Regions from separate parts of the Rattus norvegicus genome. Here region 2 is linked to region 1. A link is a contact called in public Hi-C data. All regions are on one chromosome and are shown on one strand. The core of a region is the stretch at or near the end of the contact, and the rest is flanking DNA. Distances in the headings are between cores, read along the strand shown. Region 1 has its middle 24 kb from the start of Kcnj1. Region 2 has its middle 500 kb from the start of Ets1.

Region 1 (5,439 bases), core at 1,744-4,243:
AGACACACACACGCACATTCACGTACATATAAATAAATGAATAATTGCATCTTTCCTGAACACATATAGGCTCTTTTATTGGCATTGTACCTAATCACGCATTCTAACAACCAATTACAAAGTGTTCACCTTGGACTTGATATGATACACTATTTTAGATACTAGGAGAATATTTCTGTAGAATGTGCCATTTGCAATAAGCAATTTGGGTGTCTATGGGTTTTTGTGTCTTTGCATGGTCCTGGAACCTACACTTACCCAGGGAAAAATAAGATTAACTATTTACTATGAACAAAAAGGCAAAACTTTAGAAGGTGATACAGAAATATGTTTACATTCTGTTCTCTTCCTCATATTGCACCATCCCTGCTCTCAACATTCAAAACAGAAACAGTGACCATTAGTGCAATGAACACACATATCTACACTCTTCTACGGATTTTCCAGTGCCTTCTAACAGAGAAAAGAGAAAAGTCATTAATGGCTCAGGTATAGAAATGCACGAGGAAAGCTAGGAATGTTCATAAACATTCTCATGTCAGTTCACAAATATACAAAGTACTATTAGGGGAAATTGAGAGGTGCATACTCCTGAGTCACTGCTCTAAGGACACGATGCTCACACCATTAGTTCACCTTTTAAAACGTGTGTGTGTGTGTGTGTGTGTGTGTGTGTGTGTGTGTGTGTGTGTGTGTGTGCTGGTGCATATGTATATGTGGCACCTGCATACTGGTAACTGAAAATGCCAGGAGAGGACATAGGACCCCTGAAACTGACATTACAGGCAGTTGTGAGCTGACTGCCACGTGATCTGCCCAACATGGACGCTATCTTCTGTGAGGACAAGCCATTTCCACTCCTGACACATTTCTTCAGCCGATAGTTAGCCCTCTAAAGAAGTTTGTTTCCTACACAAAGATTCAACACTCTCAGTTCTGAGTGTCACAGTGGTTCGACTGACGGGAGCAGAGCAATTTTATCCGTCAAGCATTCCCTGAGGGAGGAGTGACATTTAGTTCCTGCAGTGTCCAGATTGAGCCGTCTAAGCCGGGCTCACAGACATTCAGCTAAGCCGTGGCCCCCAGCAAACAGGCATTCATGCCAACCTGACTGCTAGTCCACTCTCCCCTTCTGCACTTGCTCCATGAGAGCTGTCCCATCTGATAAACTGTGCAAAGCAGAGGAGGCACAGCAGCCCTGTGAGGGATTCTAATGGAAACCGATTCTCCTCACGTCCCTTCAGTTCCAGGCCTGTCCACAGCCCTTCATCAGGTGGATGAATTCATCCATTTGAGGAGCTACTACAAACTACTGTAGGCTCACTGGCTTATAAGCAACAGAAATGTGGTGTTCACAGATCTAAAAGCCAGAAGTCCAAAGTACCAGCAGATTTGCCGTTGATAGGGAACTCACTGTTCATTCCTGATTTGCAGGTGGTCCCTTCTCATTGTCCTCTCACACAGTTCCAGGCAGCAAGCCGATTTCTATATATAGAAAGTTATAACATGAATGTTACAGGGAGAGGGGACATGAATATTCAATGTATAGCAGAAATTTAAATTCCTTGGTGTCAAAATATTGTCAATACCCAAAGGAAGTTGTATTTTCAATATCTGTTGCTTTGAAACATTTTCAGAAGTCAAAAAACACTAGAAGTTTAAGGACATTTAAAGTGATCATAGCTTTTTCTAATCAATAATATCTTCATGCACCTGGGGAGTGAGCCCAACACATGAGTTCTGCCCATCGTAAATGAATGAAGTGTGGTTTCATAAACAGAATATTTGCAGTCAAAACCAAGTGAGAGAAAAGGATCCAGAATACCAGGGAAGAAAGGAATATCCACTAATCCTAAGAAAAGCACAACCAGAGAGCAAGGTATTATTTGTGGATATTTTAAAAACCACTGTGAGTCAAAAAATCACTTTTAAAAATTGCGTCTGCGTTCAACCTGTGGACATTTATTACCCCTAAATATAACTTCATTATGATATATAATATTTATAAACATATATAAAGCATTATTTATACATATAATATTCCCTTATCCCCTAAATAATGTAGTGTAACAATAATTTCCACAGCCTTTACATTGCATTGCTCAATAGAAATAACTTAGAGTGATTTAAATATATAATGCATAAATTACGTAGAAGCACCACGCCATTGTACATAAGGGACTTGAGCATCCAGGGGGTTGGGTATCCCGTGACTTCCTGAAACCAATACCCTTCAAATTGCAAGGTACAAATATAGATTTTTTTTAAAAGTTATTTTTAGATTTTCTTGTCTTACTTTATTTTCTGTACATAGGTGTACATGCATGTAAGTATGTGTACAATGTTGAGTGCCTGGTGCTAAAGGAGGTCAGAAGAGGAGAGTTAGATGCTCGTTACTGGAGTTACTGATCATGAGTCACCATGTGGGTACTGAGAAGTGAACCCCGCCCCTGTGTAGGACGTGCCCTCGACAGCTGAACCATCACATCTTCAGCCTGCTTTCTACGAGAAAGCTTGGACCCTGAGGAGTTGCTGTCACATACCACTTTCCCTTGTGTTTCTTTACTAATAACCACCATGCAAACACGTCGCTTTGAAAACTGCTGGGAAAGTAAACTTCGGAAGAATGTGCTTGGGGACACGGTCTGTGAGCATGGCGTCTGCTGCCAGCCGGCATCCTGCACCTTCCTGTGGTCTGACTCTTCACAGAGGTTCCTTTATGTCATCCGGAGAGGGGGCTTGCATCTAGAACTCAGGAGGTAGCAAAGAGGAGATGGAGTGTCCGCAGAGACCAGGGGCGAGGGCTTAGACTAGAGAGGGGCAGGAGTCAGGTTCTGGTGAGCACAGAGGCTTCACTTTTATTCAAGAAGGCCTCTGTGGTTTGTGAAAACACACACTGAGCATTTCATCACTAGAAGGCCGCTGAAAAGGATACTGCGTGCCTTCAGCCATATCCTCCACCCCCAAAGGATTAAGAAAGGTCAGCTGGTTTGAATACTACAAATCCCAGGTTCCCTGGGAGGACGGCCTCTTCGGAGAGGAAGTGGTTCAGCCAGGCAAACCTCCAGGGTCTCAGCCAATTGAGAAGGAATATGAAGGGAAGTTTTTGAAAGAAATGGGGGCTCACGTCTGGGGTCTGTCTCCCTCTTTCACTCCTACTTGGCCTCCTGTCTAATCGTTGCAGTCTGTCTGAGCTGGCAAATTCCTAAGCACATAGTCAATTTACACTTAGCTTAAAAGCTCTAGGGGAAAACACATTTCCAGTGAGAGCGCTCACTTACCTACAATTGCTAGATTAACCTTCTGGGTTTTTTAACCCAGTTAATGCATGTGTTTTCTTAGCTGGAAGAGAGAGATAATTTGGGGAGATTAAACGAGTGTGGATATAATCCCAGCAACCCTGCGCTCAAATTTTAAATACTTTCATCTAGCAGGCAAATTATTAATACCTACTGACCAGGGAGCTGAGTAACATCTCCTGCCAATGATCCTGTGAAGCAGCAAAGAACAACATGGAGGTCCACTGCAAAATGCTACACAGGAAGCGTGTGTGTGTGTGTGTGTGTGTGTGTGTGTGTGTAGACATTGTCACCTGCTAGATTTCTTAAGGGACGTTATTAAAACTGTACTAGTTGATAACCACTCTGTCTAGGCACTTAATGTAGACTTTTAATTTATGGTCAGGAAGGTGGGTGTTTTTTTTTTCAAGTGAGTGAAAAGAGAGTGTAGATCGAGTTTTCCAGAGGATATTCATATTTCTGTAGTGCCCTGTGTGGGTTCTTGTCCTTCACTGGTTCCGTGTGGTCACCTCAGGTCAGTAGAGCATGAAAGAGGCTTCAGGGGCTTTAACTAAGAGAACGGCCTAAAGGGAAGCTAGAAATGGGCTTTGTCAGAAATACTGAATAGATCGTTAAATTGGCTAAGAAGTTGGCAGGTGGGATTCTCTGCCTTGATAACCTTGTGTCCAACACTATCACGGACCTACAGTTCCTCAGAGGCCTCATGGGAGGTGGGACATACGTCTCTTGTTTGCCACTGTGGTGACTCTGGATCCCAGCAAGTGGTCAATTGTAAATGTGGAGTGAAGCAGAAGAAAGGATCCATAGTCAGCAAGACTGGGTTGTGAATCCAGCTGTCCCTCCCCGAGTTATGAACTCCTGTCTCAGGTTCACTTCCTCAGGGGTAAAGCAAGGACTGTTGTGTACCATCGTTCAAGGCTATCAAAGAAGTGATGTAAGATCGTGTAAGTGTTCCCCGTTTAAAAAAAGATACTGAACTTCAAAATATTACATGAAGTCTTAGTAGACTGGTGCTTCCTTTGATCATTAAAAACTTGAAATGTGGCTCTGGTCCCCCTGATATAATATAGAGTTAAGTTAGGAGCTGAGAAAATGGCACAGTGGATAATGTGCTTGCTGGGCAAACATTAGGACCTGCATCCTGATCCCGAGCTCACACTTAGGAAGCCAAGCTGGATATCTGTGTCTGTAATCCCAGCAATGGTGGGGCCGAGACAGGCAGGTCACCGAAGTTCTCTGGCCAATAAGCTAGTTCCAAGTTCAGTGCAGAGTTCTGACCTCAAAAGATTGTACAGTAATAGAGAAAGATATGACATCAACTCACACACACACACACACACACACACACACACACAGAGAGAGAGAGAGAGAGAGAGAGAGAGAGAGAGAGAGAGGAAGGGAGAGACAGAGAGACAGACAGAGAGACAGACAGAGAGACAGAGAGAGACAGAGAAAGTGTTAAACAGTAAAATGCTAATTTATTTTACATAATAACTAGTTTTAGATGTCAAGATTTTGGAGCAGGAGAGAGCTGACTTAGTAGATAAGAGGATTTGTCAGTGTAAGAGAGCATGAGTGGGAATCTCAGTTCCATACACATCTGTAATCAACAGTGCGTGGTGGGGAAGAGGAGGGAGACAAGAGTTTGGATCTCTGTGGCTCGACAGCTGTGAGTCTAGTTCCCGGTTGAATGAAAGACCTTCTCTCAGTGGCCTACGAGGGAGAGCAATAGAACAGAACACCTGACACCCTTCTCTAGCCCTGCACTAAACCACTTCTGCACACACAAGTTTGCATATACCACATTCACTCAGACACATACACCATTACACACACAAAGACAAAAATTATACAGGCTTGAGGTCATTGCAAACTTACAAAACAGCTGGAAAATATAAATAAACATCTTTTCTTGAGCCGGCTGAGAGCAGACTCCTGACCAATGCTCCGTTGGCTCTGGATACCTGAGCATATATTTCTGTCAAACATCTGTCTTCTCCTGTGGAGTCTACCACAAGCCAGAGAACCAGAAAACTAACCTGGACAGGTTACTTCCAGGGCACTCTCAGGCACCAATCACTTTTCTTTCTGCACAGATAATTTTTTCCAACTCTGGGAACTGAGCTTCACCAACCTGTCT
Region 2 (5,439 bases), core at 2,033-4,532, 780 kb before region 1:
ACTCCCTAGGACGTCCTTCAGTGCTTTCTGAGGCAAAAGACTGCAAGTATCTGCACACATATGCATATATACATAAGCTTGCGCATAAGCTTGTATATTCACCTAAGGCAAGTATATTCAAATACAGATATATCCATAATCTGTAAGCATATACATATACATCTAAGTATTTTAGAAATGATGAATTCTTACTGACAGCTCTTCTTCCCACCTATCCCTGTGGGAATGTTTCTTTGTTCTGAGATAGGGGAAAGATACTGTGCTTGAATTGTAATATTAAAGACAAATTCTTTCCCCCACCCAAAGCTGTGAGATGTGTGATCCATTTGCCAACAAACAATAGAGTTGTAATATTAAAAAGAAAACCAAAAGAATGAGTTGAACTGAGAAAAAATGGGGAAATCACCATGAATATATTTCTGTTTATTTACAAATCCATACAAAACATTTTTCCAGCACTTACAAGTTAACAGGGACTCTATAAGACACAGCAGAGAACAAATTAAAAATCTCTCAGCTTAAGCACAAGTTAAATGCGACAAGACACAAGGTTTAGAATTAATAGAAAATATGTAACAGGTATTTGTAGTCAGATGCCACATGAAGGACCATGTCACGGAACGGAGTGCAGGATGCCTGACTGGAAGAACCTGGGCCTTTCTGCATGAGTCAGATCAGACATGAAGGAAATGAAGGGTGAACCGTGAAGTTACCCGTGACAGATCTTCCAGGCACAGAAGGAAAGGTGTCTTCTGGTGACATTTGATGGAAGCAGGATGGGGACTAGTGTGATGGAGTACAAAGTACTAGGAGCTCAGGTGGAGGAGGTCAGGGAGGGTCACATCCCACCGGGCATGCCATGACAACATAAGACTTTGGCTTCTACTGTGTGTAAAACAGAGAGTCATTAAAACTTTTGAAACAGGTTTATACTGTGGTTTGCCTTTGGTTTCAAAGTAATCACTCCAGCTGCGGTATGGGCAGGAGGCAGGCAGTCAGGAGAATTCAGTTAGCAGGGATGTAGTAGTAGGCAGTCATGAGCTTGGTGTAGTGATCTCGTGATGATGTGACTGATACTGAGGTTACCACAAAAGTGACCCACTGGAGGTAGAGACCAGTGATCATTCTGCACGCCTTTGTTGCTTGTTGCTGGGTATCATAGGTTATAAGGCACCCTACAGAATACAGATACGAACAAGGAGCTCACTGCCTTGTGGGAATATGGTGGGTGAGCCAGATGCCCACAGCTATTATAAATCCAGTGTGATAATTCCTGGGGTAAAGACCAAGCACAGCCTAAACCAGCCATGCTCATGTTCACGGAGGACTGTCTCTCTGTATCTGCAAACTCAAGGGAAATTTCACAGAGTATGGTTTTGAAAGAGAGAGGAAGCCATCTCCCAGGATTCTGAGTGCTAGAGGAGACATCCACAGCCTGAATCCCAGTTCCTGTCATAGCTTCTCTGTAGACTTCATGACTCCATCATCCCTATGAATTCCTGTGCTTCTCTGCCAACATTTTTCAAATATGTTCCTTCCACAGTCAATATGCAGTGAGGTTGTGTTTCTTGAGGCCAATGGCTCTTAGTTGAGGCACAGAGAAGAATGATGAATTATCAGAAAAAAAATGGTGATCATTAGGGTATACAGGTCAAAGAAGGAGCGAGAACAGGACGATGTTCAGATTCCTGATACAGGTATGATGCTGGCATCATTTGCCAAGGAACGTGTTCAAGAAAACTGTAGAGTTGGTGAAGTGACTGAATTTGTTTACCAGTAGGTTTGAGCTGCCCATGGGATGCTGTCAGCCTTGCCGACAGTGCTGTGGTAACAGGTAAGAAGAGGAAGAGTTGCAAAGGAAAAGGGGATGTCAGTCTGCAGACAAGAAAAGAGAAGCCAGCACAAACTAAAAAGCACTCAGGGAATGAGGTCAGTCAGATAGGGGAGAAGGCGCATAATCAGCAGCAGTAATGAGAAGCATTCGCAGAGAGCACATGCAAATGCCTTAAACCTTGAAGAACCCATTTCACTGTCTTTCTTTTATTTCATTTATCCATATATATGTAGGATCCAGCTGTAACTTAGGGGCATTTTGTACAGTGCAGGCCTTAGCAGGATACTACTCATACAATAATTCATCAACGAATGTGCTGTGATTGAATCCCTGGCCATAATACCATGGGTCATTCAGTGAATCCTTAAGATGTTATTTCACTGACTAGGTCTTTTTAAAAAAAAAAACGAGAGCCAGGGTAGACATGAAAAGGAATTCAATGCAAGAGGCTACAAATCAAAAGAATAAAAATTACTTTAGATATTCATTGTTCTATAGAACTTTTTTTGTAAAGTCTTCACCCACTTTTCTGTCCCTTTGTAGTGTCTTCTTGGAATAGCTTACTCTAGTGTATTCCAGAAGAGTCCATCAAGGCAGTTTGTGTGATTCTTTAAAGAGCACCAAAATCCTCCCTCAAACGTGAGCTCTTTCAGCTGGTTTGGGTATTTCTAGCCGAGCCCAGGTTCTCCACTGCCTTGTTCACCAATTCCCCCCTTCTACTTGTTCTGACAGTAAGGTTATTTACTTGCAACTGTTTAATATAAGGTAAATCACAGCACCTTTCTGGGCCATATTTTCTCCTGTAGATGAATTGAAAAGATTATTCAATTTGTGTTTATAACTACCTCAATGCTTTTTCCTCTACCCCAAAATATTCGCAGTGGGGTCTGCCCAGACTCTGGCTACTACCTCTGTGCCCTGGGCACGGCTTCTCTTCTACTCCCTCCCCCACAAGTCACTCTTGCTGCCTAGGTTCATTCATCTCCTTGGGGTTGGGGGTTGAGGGACACATATCAAGCATCTTTGAATCTCCATTGACTTCTGTAATGGCTGAGGCTCAAAATAGTGCTCCACAGTGCTCCACAGTGCTCCACAGATGCTCTGGAGCAAAGATGGTTGAGAAGAAAATTATTTGAACATTTAGTCCGACATACACTGATTCAAGGTGCCAGGTTGAATCTGTACGTTGTTCTTGCTGGTGTGAACAGGAGAGCCTGCCAAGGGTCTGAAACTCATTGTTTGCCTCTTTATAACGCAGAACTTCTCTGAAATGTGATGGATACTGTGCCTCCGTTTAGAGGGAGAGATGAAGAAATAAGTCAAAGAATCTTTTGGCACGTTCTTTAGGGACTTTAGGAAAGAATTCTCATCTTTCCTAGTGTTTGGGGCCTGTGGTAAGTAGGGGCTTTATCAGTGCCAAACAGTGAGTCAGGGAATGGGTGGCCCATTCTGTGGTTTTCAGTGGGAGGTGGGGTGTGTGGGGGAATTTTAATATCTCAGACTGTCCTGTTTATGTACATTCTTAGGAAGCCAATTACAAGGGTGTGTGAACTTTAAAAACCCCTCTTCTCAAGAGTTGACCCAAGCAGGGCCTGTGCCCTGTGCCTGAGTATGGAGGGACTTTCCAGGATAGTCCTCAAATACAATAATGTCATTTTTCTTGAATTTTTTCTAAGACCTGAGTCCAAAACAGCCTGTGGCCTCTATCCATCACTTCTAAGTTAGCAGTAAAGACACCCTTGGAAAGACTTACGCTCTCTGAGCCAAACCACCAACAACTGCTCTTTCACAAAGGCTTCCTGGCCTAACCTACATTCTGCTAACCACACTGGCAATGCTCTGCAGTACTGTACTGCAAGGAGGCCATCTTTCCGGGCGTAGGTATTTGAGACAGACACTTAGAAGAGCAATTTTAATGCGCAGATTATAATTTGTGGAGCTTTGAATGTGGGTTGTGACAGAGAGGGCACTAAAAATGGGTCATGCGTGGTTTGTTTTTATGGGACCAAGAGGGGAAATTGTGAGAGAGGATTTTATAAAGAACAATTTCTAGGTAATATTTTATGGATCTCTCTCATTCAGATGCTTATTAGCAGTTGTTAAATCTGTGTCTTCTCCTTCCGTATTGCTTGGTATATGCCATACTGTCCATCACAGTGTGCTCTGTTTGACTCAGTAATTAGATGCCAGTTTTCCCTACTAGGCCTATTATGTCAGGAATTACCATTCATCTATCTGCAGCTCTTCCACAATAGCTACAATTGTGACCGTTAGCTTTCCCTTGCTTAATTGCTTTGCTTTGCCTGAGTAACTTCATAATCTAGATAGAGCTAGTACAAAACAATATTAGTGACACTTATGATAAGGAGACAATGAGTGAAACTAGCAAAATGCAGGGGTTACACAGTGATCATTTCTGTGTTATTTATGAGCAGCTTTGGTTGATAGTTGAGATTTTTATGACCACCAGGCAATTATTGCCATTTGAATTTTCGCTTCATGACATGCCAACTATGCAGAGGAAAAGAAGGAGAAGGAAGGCGAGGGAGGAGAAGGAAGGAAAGCAAGATTACACATACACCTCCCTTACATACAATAAGTAAGGACTTCTTTTGTGTGCAGGGTAAAACCAGGGTTTCTTCCTTCTGATGGGTAGAAATCCAAATACCCAGACAACATACAGAATAGACATTGACCTGTGCGATGGGTTGAGAATCCAAGAATCTCAAACAACTGGCTCTGGAAGAGCATGTGTTGAAATAACATGTTGTTTTAAGAGTTTTCAATAGGAGGCTAAGATTTCAAAACATCTGAATAACTTCCTTGCTATAAAGTGTCTAGGTTTAAAATGTGAAGCTAGATAAGTAGCAGGAGCTTCCAAGACAAGAAATTCATTCAACTTAGGTACACGACTGCTGATCAACACTGAAGTTAGAAATGTTGCAGAAAGGCCAACTCTGGGCTGCCCATTTCCAGTGAGAATAGCTTTGAGTCACACCCACTTTTCAAATCAAGAGATAAATGTCAGATTCACCATTTCCCATGAGGGAATTACGGAGGAAGTGAACTTTAAGTGGCAAAATTTTACCTTCTAATAAATTACTATAATGCTTCTATGTATCCATCCCATGATCACCATCCATGTGATATTTGTAGCAGAGACACAATAAACATGCCCACAGAAAGCAGGCCTGTGCTGTGTTCTCACCTACTGAGTTGAGATGATTCGATTTCATAAATCTAAATCTCGTCTAAATACAAAGTTTGTGATTCTTACTTTGAAAATGAAATTGACATATGAAAACGCCTATGCCATACACACACATACAACACACACACACACACACACACACATACACACACACACACACACACACACACACACACACTGGAATTTGGCATTTGAAACCCAAGCTTTCTAAGTGACCTACATGAAAACATCAGAAGGCAAATAATACAAGGAGTGTCCTTGTGAAACAGTGAGCTGGGTCAAGATCCAAACTTGAATATGGAGCTTTCTGAAAATGCTGGTCTGGCATATCCCACTGGAGCCAATATCCAAGTCAGGCTAGGTGTATTCCCAACATCCCAAAGCCACTACCTAA

What was found. A called contact is a pair of places that touch in the nucleus more often than the background predicts.
Region 2: a contact with region 1 is called in a Hi-C map of the A7r5 cell line, with 7 times the contacts expected there. The contact joins two enhancer-like sites. A contact is called at or near these places in 11 of 12 Hi-C or Micro-C datasets (the A7r5 cell line, the Rat2 cell line, Schwann cells and 7 more) and 1 of 1 datasets of contacts at active chromatin or transcription factors (oligodendrocytes).

Annotation. Positions count from the first base shown.
Region 1 is chr8:39,082,450-39,087,888 of GRCr8, reverse strand. No RefSeq gene overlaps it. Among named protein-coding and RNA genes, the nearest start is that of Kcnj1, 24 kb to the right of the region's middle. Within about 2 kb of position 2,993, at least 2 of the 93 cell types and tissues checked have an H3K27ac peak or open chromatin away from gene starts, as enhancers often do. A contact at or near this core is called in the A7r5 cell line, where this site is marked.
Region 2 is chr8:39,864,209-39,869,647 of GRCr8, reverse strand. No RefSeq gene overlaps it. Among named protein-coding and RNA genes, the nearest start is that of Ets1, 500 kb to the right of the region's middle. Within about 2 kb of position 3,282, at least 9 of the 93 cell types and tissues checked have an H3K27ac peak or open chromatin away from gene starts, as enhancers often do. A contact at or near this core is called in the A7r5 cell line, where this site is marked.